Linked DNA regions of Mus musculus: region 2 is linked to region 1. A link is a contact called in public promoter capture Hi-C data. All regions are on one chromosome and are shown on one strand. Each heading gives the region's core, a stretch centred on a gene start, on an enhancer-like site or on the middle of the called end of the contact. The rest is flanking DNA. Distances are from core to core; before and after follow the strand shown.

Region 1 (6,067 bases), core at 3,077-5,576:
CCGAGGGCAGAGGAAGCGTCAATGCCATCCGCGGAAGCCAGCTCGCCTGGTCACAGAGTAAGAAGGGTGCCCGTGCGAGAAGAGGCCAAACGGCGATGCCGGTGCGAGACACACTTCTGCCTTTATATGAGTTTTCTCACACAAAGGAAGTGGGCTTCCTCTGGTCCTGCTCCGTCACCACCCTTCCACTTAGGATCTATTATAAAGCAGGGTTAATAAAGTCAACCTTTAAGCAGAAACACACAAACAAACAAACAAACAAACAAACAAAAGACTGATTTATATGAGAAACACTCTTCTGATGTTTTAGCCTCAGCCTTTGAATAGAGGCTGAGAGAAGGAGTACGAATATTGTATAAATGGATCACATTGTAATGATGTCTACCTCTTTTTACTTCAATTATCACAATATTTCAAAATGTAATCTTTATTTATTTTAATTGTCATGGGCTTAAAATTTGAAAAGATATTTCAAAAGAAATGAATGTGTCACAGAGTGGAATTAAAGTGTATTTAACAAGCTAGACGCTAATTATTAGAGAAAGTAACGTGAGGGACACAATTTATACCACAAACAGCAACTTGGAGTCTAGATATTGGCTTTTACATTTCTTTTGAGTATTCATCTGGTGAAAAATAGCAGATAGACTTACTGTGCGAAGGTTTGTTTACTAGGAAATTAATCCACTGACTTACTTGCTGATTTTGCACCATTTATTCTTGCTCTAGGATCTTTTTAAAAATTCGATGGAGAATGAAATGACAGACTTTGTCCTTTTATCCACCTTTTCTTTTTTTTTGTAATCACCAATATCTCCAAATGCAAATATAATACGTTCTATGGATGGATGGATGCCTTTCTTTTTTTTTTTTTTTAGAAGAGTTTTTGCAAAGACTGACATAAATTAAAATTGATTCAGAACACAACCAAATCCTTAATGTGTTCTGATGGAAAGAAGACAAAAAACCTGAGAAATTGTTAGTAGATTATAGTGCTTTAAAGTGTATATTTAAACAGTTCTTTTTTGGTACTCATCAATTAGCCATAAAAGCATGCTGTGGGCTCTATTCTATATAAAAAAGAAATTCATGAATCACCATAGCATGGAGTTAAAAGTATCAGCCTACCCTATCCTTAATACAACAATAACATCCAAAGTCGTCTTTGGGCTTCTCTCAAAGACAAGGTCAGCAAAGACAAGTGTAAGTATGTAGATGACTATGATTATGGAATGATTAAATTTGGTCTTTCTTAAAATAGATTTTGTAAACTGAGAACTACCAGCGTTGTCTGCTTAGAAAAAAATCAACTCACAGTATTCACCCATTGGACAGCAGAGAGAACAGTGCTGGGTTCCATGTGCTCATATACGGTTTTCTTTTTTTATTGAAGAAACATATTCATGCAATATATTTTGATCATATTTTCCCCTCTTCCAATTCCTCTCTCCCCAGTAATATTTCACTTCCTTATTGATTCTCTAAGAAGAAGTAATAGTAACCTGTGGGAAGCTAATCTATATAAAAGTTTAAATGCCTAAGGAGTCATTGAGTCATCAAATATGTAAGTTTGATAATCAGATGTCAATAATGATGACAATGGATAGTTTTTCTTTTCAGACAGGATCTCTTTAACTGGCCCAGAATTTGCAATCCTCCTGCCTCAGCCTCTTGAGCACTGGGAATACAAGCCATGAGCCACCATATTCTCATTCTCATGAACTTTTGTACGCATGCACCTTTCCAAAGGAGGGTTCGTATCCGCACTTCCATCTTTCTGGGCTGTTTTATGGTTACATTTTTATTGTAAGTGAGGAGACAGTTTAGGCTAAAGAAAATATTTTTTATCAATCTTCCAAGACCATGTTAAACCAGTCTCACAGCTCTGTACTTATTCTTGTGCCTTCTCCCAAGTTGGGAAGACTACTGAAATAAAGGCACTCTAAAATTTAAAATCATTTCAATTTATATATTATATATATATATTTATTTATAAATGTATATAATTTATAAATCATACACACACACACACGCACACACACGCACACACACACACACATACATACACATGTGTGTGTGTGATCCACCACCAGAAATGCCTGCAGATGGATGTGTATAGGAGGGAAGGAGCGCACTAGTCCATAAGCTAGGAATCTGTAATGCTGCTGTGAATCCAATGCAGTCCTCAGGAGAGGGCCAGGAGGAGACATGGTAAGGGCTGCTGCTGAGTCACAGCTGGGTTCTTAGAAATGTTGATTCTGAAGCTGGTGATTGCAGGAAGGTCTTTGAGATCTCAATACTTGGGCTTTATTGTCTGTCATTCCTGTCCCCAGCTCCAACTAAATTTCTTGTTTAGGTCATCTAAGAAGATAGGGTCCATTTGTTTTTTTCCTAAGACAGACACTTGTAGAGAAAACAACGGACGAATGAGTTAAGAAACCATTCACATTTCACATTTCAACCTGGGAGATATTAGCAATCTGGTTGGGTTGCTCTCCTTTGAATTTGTAGTCTGTCTTCTCTTTCTGTATTCTCCATTTCATGTATCTTTCCTCGTCTGTTTTTCCCACCAGAAACCTCACAGGAAGAGGAAGAGTCAGGCCAACAAGAGAGTGAATTATACTGGTGAAAATAAATAGCCTTTCACAATCCAAGGCAATGCTATGGTAACCTAGTCCTGCCCAGAGCCAGGGCTCAGATTCTAGTGTGAGCCTCCAGTAGGCACAGGTGGCAAGTGTCACTTTAACCCCTTTCTAACCATGCCGTTTTCCTAAGTCTTACAAAGTACCAAATTCCAGATTCAAATCTCATGCCGTTAAATTAACAACATCACAGTGCTTTGTATGGTGTGAATGTCTCCCATAACTTTACACGGGAAACGCTCTTCGGATTTCATTTACCAGTTTAAAAATAGCAAACTCTAATTTGAAACAGTCTCTTCCCCCGACAGAGGCACACTATTGTGAACTCTTGCTAATACTCCTTCTCAGTGCAAGGTAAATATTTTTCTACAAACACAAACAAAATTCAGTTTCATCACAGGTTTTAGGAAGTCATATTTGTCAAAAGATGATGTTTGTTTTGAAACAAATCAAAGAGAAAATATTCTTTAGAGCTAAAATGACAAGCCACAATCTGCTTCACATAACAATGGCTATTTAGTTTTAAGACAAAAATCAAAATTTCCAATGTTTATTTTGACTTGAAAATTGCCCAATAGATTATTATATCCCTGTCCAATGAAATTTCTTTTTCTTTGGTGGGTGGGACTGAGCATGGCACGTGGTACATTTTAAAATTTTTTAACATTTTAAAATGGTGTGACAATCTTAAGTAATATTTTAATTAATTCTTTGATAATCTCATCCCCCTCCTCCAACCTCCAACATCTCCCTGACCCTCCCACATCTTCTACCCGAGCTACATGCTCTCTCTCTCTCTCTCTCTCTCTCTCTCTCTCTCTCTCTCCCCCACTCTCTCTCCTTATAGAGTACAATAGTGTGACAAATTTAAAAACATGGATGTCTTCAAACTTTGTCACTTAGTAACTCAAGAAATAAAGTATAAGATAACTGTAGAAAAGATATCTACAAACCACTTTAAGTCCATACAAAGTCCAAAGTAGTATTATTATGCTCGCTAAACAAGGAGGGCTTCTTCAGTACACAGCAGAAACACTCAGAATACACCAGGCACACCAGTTCAGTTTTGACAGACGCCAGGTCAGATTTAAACTCACCGCTGGATGTAAGGGTCGGGGCAGTACTGTAGGGTGGCACACCGTGAAGTTTCAAAATTCATTTCCTTCAACTCTCTTTGATACCAACAGATGGGAAGCAATTCTATAAAATATACATATACACCTGAGAATATCTAGGTATGTAGCCAGGAGGCTGAAAGCAATAGGGTCAAATGCCATCAGACATAGAAGTTTAGACACTTCCCCCCTTTACTCAGATTTGCAAAGAGGCGGGGCGTTTCTTCCTTTCAGCCAATGAGAGTCTTCAAGTAACCAGAGCATCATAAACCGTCAATTCTTACCAGCTGGGCACCCCCTGTAAAGCTGTTCTTCCTCTCTGCCACAGTTTTAGAGCCCTTGACGTAGAGTGGCCACACTTGTTGGCAATTTGTAGGCATCTCTGAACTTCTGATCTTGCTTGGGATTGGGTGCTGGTATGAATGGCATCAGAGTTTAATCACAGAAGCCAGGACTTGTCACTGAGCTAATAAATGTCCCCCTTGCTCCAACTGAATAACATCTCCTTGTATCTGTATTCTGACTTGATTTGAGAGCTCCTGTCAGTTCTGCTGTGGCTACAATGTTTTGCAGAGACGCTTAGGAGACTTTTTTTTTTCTCGGCTTCTCCCTGCCCCACCCCCACCCCCTTCTGCCTCCCTTTCAGCCAACCGCCTGTTGTGGTCACAATCTCAAATAGCAAAGACAGGGAAATTCCTTGATTATATTTAACCTAGAACTCACTCTTCATTTCAACGAGAGAGAGAGAGAGAGAGAGAGAGAGAGAGAGAGAGAGAGAGAGAGAGAGAGAGAGAGAGAGAGAGAGAGAGAGAGAGAGAGAGAGATCATGTATATGTATTTAGAAATAGTTTCTGTCCCAAATAAAAGAAAATAGCCTGCAGTGATTTTTTTTAACCATACAGATATAAGTAATAGGATTTTTATGTGATATAAAAATAGGAGTTAATATTCTTTTACAATGTTTCCTAATTGTTTTATTGTTTTCATATTTATTTAGAATTATTTTAGATGGCCTGTCAATGGGGAAAAATAAAGTTTATTTCAAACTCTTATCATTCTGTCTCATTCTATTATGCCTCACTTTTAACTTTTTTTAGTCTCCTTCTACCTACTTTACTATAAAATCTGACATTCTTTATATTGTAAAGAATTATATATTATCAGGCAAAGTCTCCATGATAATGAATTTGTTTCCTTTCTGAATGTAGGCTGTAAACCAATCCTGGTTCTGTGGATTTAGAAATTGAATGAAATATGATTCAGAAGCTAAATTAGAATAGAGTCCAAGAGGGAACTAGAGCTGTGTGCCCAAGTGTCACTGACATGTTACGTACATATCTCCATTCATGCCACAGCCATAGACACCTGCAAACTAGTGACATCAGAAAATGTCAAAGTTGTGAGACAAGCTGAAGAGAAATCTGACATTTTCCTGTAAGAAATTCTGCTTCAAAATGTGTTCATAAAGATGTTTTATTTGTTGTTCCAGCCAGGGAGAAGCTATTTAAAACTTGACATTCTCTTTCTTAACTCAGACTGAGCGTGTCTAACATCTGTGAATTGTGAAACTCACACACATGCCGGCCTGCGCTCCAGCCAAATCTGACAGCTTGCTCTAAAAAAAAATGTTAAACTTGAGCAAAGATCGTTTCACTAATTAATTATAGATTTGCTCATTGGAATCAAGTGTTTGGCTTTCTTCCTCTGAGCAAATACAGATGACCTGATTATAAAGTTCTTAAATTGAGAATAATCAATTTCCTATGGCCATGGACTTGGGGGAGTTTCATCACACAGGGCCTGTCTACTCTTAGTTGTGAGATGAATCTCTGAAGGCATAGAAAGAATGATCTCCTAGCCAAAGGCAGCTTAAGCTGTCCCCCAGAACACAAGAATGGGAGGGGGTAATAGAGTTAATGCCAAAGCACATGTTTAGTGTGGAAAAGGCCCTGCCCTGCGTTCAGTCCTCAATCGTGAAAAATTAAGAAAGACTAGGACTAGGATTTCTAGTGGAGACTGTCTTAAATTTTAATAAACCCGCGAGTCACTTGAAATTCTTGTCCATGCAAAATCTGGTTGGTTATTTCCAGGGTGGGGTTTGAGATTCCATTTCTAACCCTGGGATGACTCTGCCAGGATGGCTGGCCCAAGTACCAGATCTGAAGTGGTAAGTTCTGAGCTCACCTTTCGCCTTGTATTTATAATTAAGTGCTTGCTGAAAAGAAGAAAGAACTTGTCAAAGTAATTTATATCATGGTTCAACGTCATGGACTTCCACATAACCAGTCTTCAAGTACTCTTCATACATAT
Region 2 (6,544 bases), core at 179-2,678, 190 kb before region 1:
GTAGGAAGACAATGTAACTCCAGCATTAAGAAGGCCTAAGTCTCTCGGTCAACACAACTTGCTTAGGCACAGGCAATGACAGATTTTTTTTTCTTATTTTCTTAAAAATACACCTAAAGTTTGAGACCTGCTCAAAAGCTTTATTATGAGTTTTAGAAACACAACAGGAGGTAACAGAAAAGGTTTCCAATAAACTTTGCAATGCCTCTTTCCCAATGGATTCCCCCTCCCTCCTGGGAAAACAATAGAAAGCTCACAGACAAGCACAGTCGCGGCTCCCGTCCAACCAAGGCAGGATCTAAAGATACAAAATGTGCAGAAAGCATCTCTGCTTTGTAAAATTTTGAGTCCCTTCAAAGATTCTCTCACTAGTGGATGTGTGCCTTTGAGCAGCTGGGTCTCTGAGCCAAAATGTCTTCAAGTCCTGTTTGTGAGGGCTGGAAACACTAACACGCATGTGCATATACACAAACGCACACAGAAACACAACAAGCACATGAACTCAAACACATAGCTGGGGACCTATGGGTACACGGAGTGGTTTGGGGGGTTGGAATGTCTAAAGAAGACGTCAGACTGTGTCGGAGCTTCTCCCCGGGGCTCCACAAGCTCATTCCTGAAGCAGGCTGAAAGGAGACTGTAGAGAGGAACCAGAGAAAGAGAATGAAGGCTTAGGACTCAGGAATCCACATCCAATGAACACAGAAACACACCCATCTCCTACCTTCATGATCATAGTGCAGATGGAGCAGGGAATCGGAAAAGCCATTTATTTTTTAAAAATCCTTTCCTTTTAAAATCCTCCTCTAAAACCATCTAGAATGTTCTATTCTCAATTTATGTAAAAAAAAGATGCAAGGCAAAGCAAAGGGCAGCTAATCAGCAGACTACATCAGAATCATATTTTTCAAAATACACTTTCCCAGGTCCTGTCTAAGGGTTAGCTGGGGGCCCAGTCATCTCCATTTCTTAATACAAGGTGACTCACTTGAGGATTATGGTGACAGGCAGGTCCAGTGTTTAGTGTAGGGCTTGGCATGGGTATACTGGACTCAATTAATTGACAAAGGGAATGCAAAAACAAGAATAAACTTTGATCCTCTGTAAAAATGTCACATACCCAATTATTATACCTCATTACTGGTCTGTCTAGCCAAACTCTGAAGTCTGAAGAAATATGATCTTATCAGTGTTAGGGGCTGCGTCATCGTGCATCTGGAAAGAACTATTAATGAGCATTTTGAGTGTGCCCAGATTGAGGTGGTAAATACCTTAATCCTCTCAGTCACAAACTTGGCCTATAAATGCATATATCAAACTCATGAAAGCAACTTTTGCATAATTAAGAAATCAATTATGCCATGGGATGCCAAGAATAAGCCCTTTTATTTGGCTAAAGGTTATGCAACCTGGTGAACAGTTTGGGAACAGTTTCCCAGACTGGCTTTTTGAATCCTATTTGTTTAGTACCTTCAAAGGAACAAAGACATTTCCACACTCAAACTGCAGTGAGAATTGGTATCTTTATATGTATATAATGCCTGAACACACATCATGGGGGAAGCAAGTTATTCCTAAGAGAGCTTCGGCTTTCAGGTTTCTTTGCTTGAAAGTTTAAAGCTTGGATGGATTGTATCTGATAGTAAAGCCTCATACAATTGCCACATCACAATTGATCACAATTGATCACAATTGATCACATCAGTGTTCCAGTGAAGGCAGGATTATATACACCCTACGGGTTCAAACTTTCAGACCTAGAATCAAGGACAGTTCTACAAGGAGATATTCTCATTTGGAGAAATGACTTAATAGAATTTAATGAACCTTTGAGGTTCTTTGACATCACTGATTCAGAGCTAGTAAACCTCTGTCCTGAACATGTAATAATCCGGCTGTGGAGTTCAAAAGTAGCCCTGTGTCAACTCTAAAAATTCAGATTTTTATTATAGTTGTTGGCGTGAATGCCATGAGATTATCAGGCTGTTCGTTGCTGTTGTTTCCAAGTCTATAGAGCTAGAAAGTTCCAACAAACTTTATGAAAATGGGTGACCTTACAATCTAATTTAGAAGTACATTTTTGATTTATATCAGTTTGGATATCTGCACCTTTTACTCTCTCCTAAATTCATCAATAATCTTGAAAACACCATCTCCTTACATTCATGAGCCTGGCAAAGAGCTTTGGTTCTAAAGGTGTTCTACCCTTAGCTGCTGTGTGGGCTTGCTTGGTTTTCCCTGTCTTGAGTGAGAGGCTAGAAGCACTCTTGAAGATGCTTCTCAGACACAGCATCATCTGGCTTCTGTTACTATGGAGCTATGATCAAGACGTACTATAGAAGGGCATCTCAGGGTATCATGGGACATATTATAAGTTAATGGAATCTTATACCATAGTAAACAAAATGTAGTTTTCTAGAGAAAACTGACAGTTGTGCAAAAGACAGTCACACTGGCCCGAGGACAGAAGGGGCAAGAAGGGTGAATTACAGGGAAACACAAACAAAAATACAAATCATATGGGTCTTTAATCTAAAAAAAAAGGATTGATAAAACAGATGTCAAATAACTTCAGTGTACCATTAAGAATCCACGCCTGTGGAACAGCAAGGGAGTGGAATTTAGTAAATAATAATAATAATAGTAATTTGATTCAATTTACCCTTCCATCTGATTCCAGCTTTAATAAACATAACTGTCTATGGCTATACCTGTATGGACATATTAATGGAAGTATAATTTCTTCTTAAACAGTGTAAAGCCTGCATAAGTCTATAATGACTTGAATCATAGCAACTCGATTTAAACATCTTGCTTCCATATAGCCTATGATCATGAAGGTAACTATGAAGGATTATAAATAAATAAATAAACAAACAATCAAACGAACGAACGAACCCATGCATAAGTGCAAGGCAAGCAGAGAGAAAGCACAGTATGGGAGAATTAAAGCAGCAATTAGACTGAACATATTTTATTGCCACCCTGTAGGAAGCATATTGCCTTCCACCAATTTTCATTCTATTCTTAAAAAAAATTTTTTTGATTCCTTACCAGCATTAAATTGGTACTATATTTTAGAAAGGAAATCACGGACTATTATAGGCATTTTATAAGTTGATTTATTCTTCTCAAATGATTGCCAGGAAATTAGGTTTCCATGTTTTTTGTCTACTCATTCCTTCTCTCAGAGATTTGCATGAAAATAAAAGAGCTGAAAAAAGAAAACAATCTCAGCTCAAGTCTGTAGCAACTGGAGAACTTGTGTGGATTCATGTCAATCATCAGGGAGCCGTGTACATGTAATGGTATAACGGCACAATTGTACCAAACATCTGTATTTTGCTAAGATCTCATTTTGCGGTCTGTTAGCTTTCCATGCACAAGCTATCACAGCTGTGAGACAGCAACTCAAAGCCATGCACACGATTGTTTCAAATGAATACCCAGGAGCTATGCAACTACGTCCTCACAGTTCATCTTTAGCTACTCCTAGTGAGTTCCTAAAAATTTTCAGACCATTTTTTCTAGCATAACTTTAGCCATATATTTTCTTCTCAGGTGGAATAGATTGCTCCATAAAGAATAGATAATGATAATAAAATAACAACAACAACAACAACAAAAACAACAACTCCCTTTGGAGCAATTCAAGTCAATCAATCAACTACCTGTGGAAAACTTCTAACACAGAGATACAAGCTCTGTGTTTTCATCTACACAATGTATACCAACACAGATAGCATGAGCCCCTGACCAAACTTCAGCCAGTTTATTCATAAAGTCTGTAAAACAAAGATTATTTCCTTTCTCCTTTAATCTACCAACGCTTCCTTGAATGGCCTCATTGATCTATACAATCCTGAAACTTGCAAAGATTTCTTAATATCCCAAAGGGATTTTGGTTTGGAAGTCATCTTTTGATTCACACTACAGTAAGCCAGGAGCCATATAGTCTTCTAACCTCCATTTTAAAGGCAAGTATTTTAATGTGCTCTAACAAAGGACTTGCATCACTGCAAGCATTCTATCTAAGCAGAAATGCTTAGATCTCATAGGATGGGAGAGTTCTCCATTGAAGGCTACTGTCAGATATTGACTTCAGAACATTTTATATTCTCTCTAGAATATGCATATTAGCTTTCTGATGAGCCTAGCAAGGAGGAGTTTCATTTCAATGAACACTGGAAGATGAGCAACAGAGTTATCTGCAAGATTGGTTGGCAAGCTGTATAATGTGGCACATGGGCTTCCAATAGTTTTCCACTTTTCAACATGGAGATAGCGATCAGGACATGAGAAAAATGATATAAAATACAAGGTTCAAGTCTCCACAATAAGGTATTAATGTGACAGACACCCTTATTCATTTAGTATCTACTAGTGTTCTGATATAGTCATAAAACTGGTGAGTTGTAAGAGATCATCTGCACCAAGATGCCTTAAAATACGTAATTCTCACACTTCACAGGAAAATGAAGATGCTTATCAGTCCCTGGGCTAGACTGTTCTTTTCCATTAACCAGAAAAACCAAGTCCAGAGCTGAAGGCTCAGAACTAGCTCAACATAACACTTAATGGAATTAATACGTAATGGAATACTGCTGGTGTTATGTTGAAAGAATCAAAGTTTTTGAGGAGGAACAGAAATTTCTGTCTGAGGACAGAACTCCTCAATATCCACCCTCTTCCCGGCTCCCAGCCCAGTCTTCCATGTTTCAACTTTGTATTCCTTCAATCTATGAACTTCATATGAACTAAATCCATTCTCTGCGTGAATGTAGTAACAATTATTGATGTCAGATATACAAAAGAATCCCTAGGATCAGCATGAGAATTCTGTGTTTCCCAGGAAACACCCAATTCACTTTTTAGATCAGCCTTCAGTACAAATGGTAGCTTCCGGTTGTAAAACTTTTACCTTAGATGCGATAAGAAATTTGCTAGTCTAAAAGAGTCTTAAATGCTCAACAGCTTTGAGTTGAAAAGAGGGCATGCTCACTTCTGAATCTTCTGCCCCTCACTACTCAGAAGTTGCCTATGACTATTAGAGATGCACTCTTGCCTCCTTAGCAACATTGGTATTGATAAAAAATGAAGAGTTAAGAGCCCTTTTTACTATGCTTTTCAAAGCAGTAGACAATAATACCAGAAAATAGCCATTACTGGTCATTTATTTGCATTTCTATTTTAAAGATTACCTTCAGTCAAACCTTAAAATAAATTACCACTGTAACTTAAAGAAAATAACCTCTTTTCTCAGTCAAGGTAGTTTTTGATATCATTTCTTTTTAAGCTGAAGCGTGTTTGAAATTTCTCAAGTGGGCCAAAATTGTAGTATAGACATTTATCTACTGATACTCTCTGGCAACACCTGTACTAATGTACAATGTATTAAACTCCCAAGTGATCCTACTTAAGCACCAAAGGATACATATAAACAGAGCTCTGATTGGCCAATCTGCCATCCTTTCAGAAGAGACAGTCTCTTCTTGCTAGGTAAAAAACAATTAACATCATCAAAGCTTCAAGTAGGAAGGTAAAACTTAGCATATGAATAGATTGTATGCATATGCTAATAGGGTTGCAAAGCCTTTCCCATTCATTTGAAAGTGTATTACTGAAAGACAGTCTAGAGCAAAGGTGCTAAAACTTAGAAACTTGCTATTACTGGGTCCTGCACTGAGACCTCCTTCAAGGAACAGGGCTAGGTCTCAGAATCCTTGCCAACACACAAGGCGCCACCTTCTTGTAGGAAAACCTCCCTGAGCTTCTTTCTCTAAGGTGCTACCCCAAATGGGATTGTGTATATACTAGGAGATATGGGAGCCAATCCTCTGGGATGAGTGAAGGAGTTTGAAATAGACATCGTTAGAATAGAGCATTAGTAAGTATTAGTACAAGTCTAGGGTTCTTAATAGAACACAAATGAAACTTCCCCAGAGAAAGTTTACAAGACACACAAAAGGTGAAAACTTACCAAAAAAAAAAAAAAAAAAAAAAGGTGCCAAACCAGCCCATCTAAACTATTCCGGACTATATGTAGTCTCAAGGTATCTGCCATTAACCTACTGCTGATGAAGACAATCCCCCTTGTTCATGCCTTCTGAAAGGACAGTGACACACTCACTGTTTCTGAAGTAGGTGCTGGTGCTGCTGCTGCTGCTGCTGCCTGTACGTTTCGATCGTGTGCTGAGGGAGGTACTGCATGAGCTCCAGTGACTCTTTGATCTTCAGCAACATCTCGTACGTCTCACGACCTCTCACCTAGGCACGGAAAAGCCAGAAAACACAAGATGAAGAGTGGCCGACTCTCCAAAGCTCAGCCAACGCTCATTATTCGCGGGTTCCTTATGGGTCAATGCACCTGCCCATGAATACATATTTGTAACATGAATATCAATAAAGCTCGCACATTTCAGCCAGTTAGAAACACACAGGCACAGAAGAGTTTAGTCATCGGCATGTTCCCAGCTGGAGGTGAACAAGGAGAGGTTCTGCTCCTGTTTCAGCTGTCATGCTGTGGACTACCTTTCTTTTTCGA

Evidence for each region. Promoter capture Hi-C pulls out the DNA fragments that hold promoters and counts their contacts.
Region 2: a contact with region 1 is called in a promoter capture Hi-C map of liver, with 2.4 times the contacts expected there. The contact joins the enhancer-like site here to the promoter of Trp63 in region 1. A contact is called at or near these places in 2 of 39 promoter capture datasets (hippocampal neurons and liver), 1 of 484 Hi-C or Micro-C datasets (nephron progenitors) and 2 of 9 other capture datasets (adipose tissue and embryonic stem cells).

What each region holds. Positions count from the first base shown.
Region 1 is chr16:25,682,024-25,688,090 of GRCm38.p6, reverse strand. It overlaps Trp63 (transformation related protein 63), which reads right to left and starts at 4,326. Exons shown (of 14, transcript NM_001127259.1): 1 at 3,740-4,326. The coding sequence starts at 3,801.
Region 2 is chr16:25,870,720-25,877,263 of GRCm38.p6, reverse strand. It overlaps Trp63 (transformation related protein 63), which reads right to left. Exons shown (of 14, transcript NM_001127259.1): 10 at 6,131-6,267. Among named protein-coding and RNA genes, the nearest start is that of Gm24928, 170 kb to the right of the region's middle. Within about 2 kb of position 1,428, at least 4 of the 459 cell types and tissues checked have an H3K27ac peak or open chromatin away from gene starts, as enhancers often do. A contact at or near this core is called in liver, where this site is marked.